2 separate regions of the Triticum aestivum genome follow, and region 2 is linked to region 1. The links are chromatin contacts, called in public Hi-C maps. All regions are on one chromosome and are shown on one strand. Each heading gives the region's core, a stretch centred on a gene start, on an enhancer-like site or on the middle of the called end of the contact. The rest is flanking DNA. Distances are from core to core; before and after follow the strand shown.

Region 1 (3,393 bases), core at 837-3,336:
AATACATCGTTTGTGAGGATCATTACAATTTCATTTAATGGTTCCTCAAATCAGTTAGAAGTCAAACAAAATCTAGCTAATCTAGCGAGCTCATGAGCAACTTTATTTGCTTCTCTATTACAATGTTCGAGTCTAGTAATTATGAAATCACAAGTATATTGAAAACAATCATTGAAGATTGCCGCCGGCGCACTCGCTAACCGTCCTCCATCCTTCATGGTATCAACCACCTCCAGTTTGTCTGGGTTAATAATGAGGCGGTTACATCCCGTCCTTTGCCCCAATGTTAGATCGAATTTGAGAGCCAAGGCTTTGGCCATCAAGACATCCGTGCAATAGTCAATCTTCCCATTCCCTCCAGCGATAAATCTGCCTTTGTCGTCTCTAATGACTACCCCCATTGTGCCCTTAAGCAGATCGTGGTCAAAAGAAGCGTCGACATTAAGTTCCACAAATCCCCTAGGAGGACAAGACCAATCCCCCTTTTCATAGAGGCCTTGGGGGGATGATGCATTACCGAAGGCTGTCATAAGGGCTAGAATCCCCATAGAAATCTGATGCGCATTCTGAGTTGTCTCCTTGTGCATCAATTTTCGTCTTTCCCACCACATATACCATTGCTAGGATAACACTCATTTTCACGCACATTATGATGACCCATAATCAACATTTTTTGGTCTGGTAGATGAAGTAAGTACTCCAACATCGCCTCTCCAACACGATCAACCTCACGAGCTTTATCAGTATACCATCCATTCTCAGACGTTTCCAAACCTCCTTTGCTTTAGGGCCTCTTTGGATTGAAGGATTTTCATAGGAATATTGGAGGATTCCAATCCATTGGATTTTTTCCTAAAGAAGCCCTTTGGATCAAAGGAACCACACCTCCAAAATTCCTATGGATGCATTCCTACACCTCAATCCTATAGGAATTTCAACATCCACTATAACCTCTTTTTTACACTGATTCGCGTAGGATCGAGGCACTTTTCCTGTGTTTTTCCTGTGTTCCATCCAAATGACCATTCTTGTAGTTTTCCTCTATTTTGTAATCCTCTGTTTTGCACCTACAATCCCGTCAAATTCCTGTGTTTTTTGAATTCCTTTGTTTTCTAATCCTGTGATCCAAAGAAGCCCTTACTACAGAGAAAAAGCATGTGCTTTGTATCTTCTGAAGCCTCAGAGCAAGTAGGACAAATGGATGAGATTTTCATATGTCCATTTGCAAGCGTAACACCACATGGAAGTGTGCCATGTAGCGTATGTTAGATAAATTTTTCGACCTTTGCTGGACAAGATAATTTCCATACCTTACTTCAAATAGGGTTTACTGAGATTTGTCCCGTCCCATTAGAATGGGTCAGTTTACATCCATACCGGTGGTCCCACTCAACAGAGTAAGCAGACTGAACCGAAAGCATACCATTTCCGTATAACTCCAAGCAATGAAATCTTGCATATCATGTTGCGAGAGTGGGATTGAAAGAATCTGTTGTACATCAATGTGCCACATAGTTTGTCTAATTAGGTCTTCATCCCAATTATTCGAAACGGGATCAATCAAATCACCCATAGATAACACCAATGGACTAACGCGGTGTTGGTGTCATGCTGATGCAAAGATGTACATTTGAAGATGGAAACCTGGCGGTTTTTAGGCATGTCACCCAGCTCGGAGGGGGAACGCAACTCGCAAAGAAAATATACCTCTTCGATCAAAATCGCCGGAGAATTTCACTGCTAACGTGAAAGTCATGCACAGTCTATTAGCAGCTTTACAAACCCAAAGTTGAAGGGAAAGAGCTATGATAACTGTAAACACCGCTTTCCGAATGATTTACCAAGTAGCACTAAAACCGCCTCATATAAATGCTAGACATGGCTTTCAAAGCGATGCAACGCTGCTAGCCGTGACAAATCTAAAACAAGAATTTCGGGACGGATGTGATATTATTTTTTCCACGGGCCAAAGTTGGTTTTGGAAGCAAGGAGGCTACCGCGTCGCCTTTTCGCAAGGCGCCAAGGCGTGTAAACAAAGCCAGAAGGAGAAATTCGCAGGTTGAAAAAAAAAAGCGTTTTAAAAAGGGGCAAGTGGGCATGATGGCCGTGCTTCCAGAGGCTTCCAGGGGCAGGCAGTGCGTGGAGGAGAGGAGCGACCTGAGCCGAGAGAGAGAGAGAGAGGGAAGGAAACGCCAGGAACCTCCTCCTCCCTCCTCTCCGCTCTCCTCCTCCTCCTCCCCCGCGCATCCTCGAGCCCCCCAGGCCGGCGGCGCGGGACGCGGCATGGCCACCGGCGGCGACGGCTGCGGCGGCGGGGAGCCGGCGGCGCCCGGCGGCGGCGACCTGTACGCCGTGCTGGGGCTCAGCAAGGAGTGCTCCGACGCCGACCTCAAGCTCGCCTACCGGAAGCTGGCCATGGTGAGCGAGAATCGCCGACTCCTCCTCCCTTCCTTCTCCGGCGTGCACGTTTCCGCGTTTTCTTCGTCAAATCTTTCTCTGCATCTACATGTTCCCCGCTGCCGATTCGACCGGGAATCGGGGAGGTAGGGCCATGGATTGCACCTCTCGCCATGGCACGGAAGATAATTACATGTCGCCGATCTCGAGTTTGGAAATTGTAGGTTGGCGCCAAAGTTCGTTCGTATTCCTGTAGCTCAGCGGCGCTGCAGTCCTGTTTGCGCCCCATACTTTACGCGAGTTTGCGCCGGAGCCCGTGATCTTTGCCGATCCGGCGATTTAGATCCCCAGACGCCACGCTTGTAGCCAATTATTGGCGTATTTCGCCTGTCCTGCCATCTCCGTACTCGTCGAACATTGCTTGATCCGTCCCAAGTTTTGCTCTGTTCCAACTCTGAAACTGCTCTGTTTTTATTTTTCTTCCTTTCTTTCTGTTGTAAATTCAGCTGAACTTCTTGATCTGTAACCTGTTGCAGAGATGGCATCCGGACAGATGCTCGTCCTCCAGCGGCACCAAGCGGATGGAGGAGGCCAAGGAGAAGTTCCAGGAGATCCAGGGCGCCTATTCCGGTCTCAATCTTCCTTCTCCCAACCTCCACCCCCACTCCCCATATTCAAATATTCTGTATTCACAACCCACCTCACATCACTTGTTACATGTTGCAACAAACTGACTAAACCCGCCGAACCGATCTAGCAAGTTAGTTGGCAAACTTATCGCATGGAGCCCTCGTGCTCCCATCCCATTGTTGTTCTTGTGCAGTCCTCTCCGACGCCAACAAGCGGTTCCTCTACGACGTGGGGGTGTACCAAGAAGAAGAAGACAGCGACGACAGCGTAAGAATCGCGCAATTTAATCGGGCTTTCCGCCGGTATTGCTTATAGTGTGAGTGATGCTTTCTGCTATTGTTTTGCAGATGCAGGGGATGGGGGACT
Region 2 (3,389 bases), core at 791-3,290, 230 kb before region 1:
GAGTGACATAAATTTTGTTGTGTTTGCATTTTGAAATTCCGTCTAATCCCTATTTTGGAGTCTTCTGCAACATTCTCTCCGGTATTGTTTCATTGATGCAGGATCGACAAAATTCTCTTGTCATCTTCAACACTTGTGGATAGAGCTGGGAGCTTTGGACATCATGCCGTTCTTGAGAAGAAACGACTGGCAAATGTCACCGCACCCACATCGACAACAAGAGATGTTTACCAACAACAACTAGAAGATCGTGAGAGCAGGAGACCAACTCTCTCCATTTCTTAAGATGGAACCAAACCTACTATGTTCAGTGTCACGTTGCACTAAAATACATCAAGAGTATGCTAGTCAAATCACTAGGACACACCCACATACTTAGACTAAGAGATCCCGATGCTTCCAAGTCCTAGGATGTTGTGAACAACATTGCAAAAGCAACTCAGGTGACTGTGAAGCAAAAGCAACTCAGGTGACTGAAGCAAAAGCAACTCCGAGTGGTGGCTGTGAAGCCTTTTTTTTTTGAGAGAGAGAGAGAGAGAGAGTGGTGGCTGTGAAGCTGTGGACTCTACTCGTTGCTCGGCCCATCTTTCCTGGCGTTAAATAGAAGAACACTCGGATATAATGTGAACCAACAACCATGTTGCTATTAACTTGTGTCTGGTGTGAAGCATCAATGCTTCTATGCCAAAAATAAAAATAAAAATAATCACTAGGTTGCTTTTATGCATTTAGTCTTGTTGTTCTGTACATTTTAGTCCTGATGTAAGGAGCACATGGGCATCCCTCATAAATCATAATCATTTTTTAGTTTCTTTCAATTCACTTTGTTTTGTATTTATTTAGATCATGGCACTTGAGAACAGAGTTAATTTGATAGACCGTGGAACCCAGAGGAGTTGACAGATCGTGCAGTCGTGAAACAAAGTTCTCATTCTATTTTCCGCTAAGATTACGTGAAAAACGTATGAATCCAGGCACGCGGCTGCATTCGGTCAAGCGAGGAAGATACAATTCGTGCTCCATCGTTGCATTCACAGCATGATTCACAAAACACGACCACAACTAGCACGCCTAATGTCCGGCCAGACCACGAACAGAGCATGAGACCACAAGAGAAGACCCAAATCTACCAGACTCGCCACACTACTCTACTGCTGGAACGATCACTGACGACAAACGCCGACGAGGTACCGAAGGTTCGCGCGACAGGCCCGAACGATCAGGCGATGGCGACCTGGACGGACTTGGTCTTCTTCTCCGGCGGCGGCTGCTTCTTGACGGTGACGGTGAGCACGCCGTTCTCGCAGCGCGCGGCCACGGCGCCCGCATCCGCGTCCTCCGGCAGCCGGAACTTGCGCACGAACGACCGCGGCGACGCGCGGCGCTCCAGCCGGATGTAGCGGCAGTCCGCCTCCTCCTCCTCCCGCTTCCGTTTCCCGTTGGCGCCGCCGCCGCCGTTGCTGGCGCTCTTCATCACCAGCACGTTGTCCTCCTCCAGAGTCACCTGCTCATTCATTCAGAGCGCGCGCAAACGTTAGTCAATCGCGCCACCCCCTGCCGAGCCGACGAGTTCGGTCCAAGAGATGCGGGGAACGGGGCGGAGCGGCGCACGCACGTACCTGGATGTCGGACTTGGAGAGGCCGGGGACGTCGAGCAGGAAGGCGTACTCGGCGGGGGTCTCCACGATGTCCACGGGCGCGCCGCCGCCCACGCCCCCGATCTGCGCGCGGGGGTGGCCGTGCCCGTGCCCGTGGGCGGTGTGGTGGTGGGCGTGGTCGCGGTGGTCGGCGTCCGCAGCGGCGAGGCGCTCGAGCACCTCCGGCAGGTGGACGAGGCCGGCCACGGCGGGGGCGAACAGCAGCTCGGCCATGGCTTCTTCCTTCCTCGGGTTGGTTACTCGCTGTGTGTGGGTGGGTGGGAAGTGGGATGGGATGGTGCGAGTCGACTTGGAGAGCTCGATGGATTGGATTGGATTGGATTCTGCAGTGCGGAGCGGAGTGAGGGAGAGGGAGTGGTATAAAGAGAGGAGGAAGAAGGTTCGAGATGTTGCCGGGGGCGGCGCGTGGCGCGTCCAGAAAGATCCGGAAGCGAATGGAACAACCTAGTGCTGTACGAGACTGATCTAGGGAATAATACTGCTGCTGTTCTGGATTTGAACACGGGCCGTTTTGTGCCGGCCTGTGGGCTGCACGACAAGCTCGATGTTTCTCTTTTTTTCTGTTTTTTCGTTTAGTTGATGAGACATAACGCGTTTTGTATTCATCGCTCATGGCGCCGCTTCCTATTGTTTTTAACTTCACGCACTCCCTCTTGTCGGCAGCGCGGCTCGCAGCTTTCGAAGCCAGGGAGGCATCCGGTTTTGGAGGCTTCTAAATGCTTCTAGCATGGTTTTCTTGCTGCTTTTTTATTTTTTTGTTTGGTTTTCTTTTCTTTATTATAATTGTTTTAATTTAATTTATTTCTTTCTTATTTTCCTTTTTATAATTTGTAGCATTTTTCAAATTCACAAACATTTTCGCAATGTGAACATTTTCAATTAATAAACACTTCTAAATCCATGAAAACAAATTAATCCGAGAACCATCTTTGAATTCGTGAATATTTTTTCATATTTGGAAACATTTTTTCATAGTCACAATTATTTTCAAAATTCATGGACATAATTCAAATTTGTGAACAAATTCTCAGATTTGTGAGCTTTTTTAAATTCAGAAATGTTTTTCCAAATTCACAAACTTTTTTCATATCCATGAACACTTCTCAAATTAGTGGACACATAGAGAATTGCAATTTTTTTTAAAAACATTGCAAAGATTTCTCAAACTCACAAACATTTTACCAAATGTGCGAACATTTTCATATTTGTAAATATATTTTAGATTCCCAGACTTTTTCAAATTTTCAAAAAAGTCAAATTCCTGAAAATTTCATAGATTGGAGAACATTTCAAATTTACAAAAAAAAATCGACTTCATGAATCTTCAAACTTAATAGAAAAATCATAGCTGGGTTTTTTACACCGGCAGTATTTTTCCAAGCACACTTACAAGGAACCAATGTATAAGAGATGGCAAGGCTAAGATCATATTCTCATCCTGTAGGGGAGAACTGACTTACCTACAGAGAACTGACTTACCTATCATAACTGAGATGGATTCCATAGTTGACGTCAAGTTGATCCAATGCCAGGAAGAGGATATATCAATCTACGCTTCTCCTAGCAAGGAAAAATGACATCTTTTTCCTCTTCGTGATTCTTGTATTGCTCATGTTAATCGTACTCAGAATAATGTTAGTGGTAGTTTAGTTTTTTTAGCAAATAGTAATTTTTTAACCGAGTTTGCTAGAGGTGAGGGCAGAACCATGACTTGGTTAGGGTCTGGCCCGG

The links. Hi-C and Micro-C count contacts between places; a contact is called where the count stands out from the background.
Region 2: a contact with region 1 is called in a Hi-C map of leaf, with 3 times the contacts expected there. The contact joins the promoter of LOC123134723 here to the promoter of LOC123138543 in region 1. A contact is called at or near these places in 2 of 5 Hi-C or Micro-C datasets (both in leaf).

What each region holds. Positions count from the first base shown.
Region 1 is chr6B:654,964,958-654,968,350 of IWGSC CS RefSeq v2.1, reverse strand. It overlaps LOC123138543 (dnaJ homolog subfamily B member 6), which reads left to right and starts at 2,086. Exons shown (of 7, transcript XR_006469236.1): 1 at 2,086-2,418; 2 at 2,934-3,027; 3 at 3,221-3,294; 4 at 3,375-3,393.
Region 2 is chr6B:655,199,427-655,202,815 of IWGSC CS RefSeq v2.1, reverse strand. It overlaps LOC123134723 (18.6 kDa class III heat shock protein), which reads right to left and starts at 2,040. Exons shown (of 2, transcript XM_044553913.1): 1 at 1,620-2,040; 2 at 1,002-1,504. The coding sequence starts at 1,871. The coding sequence ends at 1,220.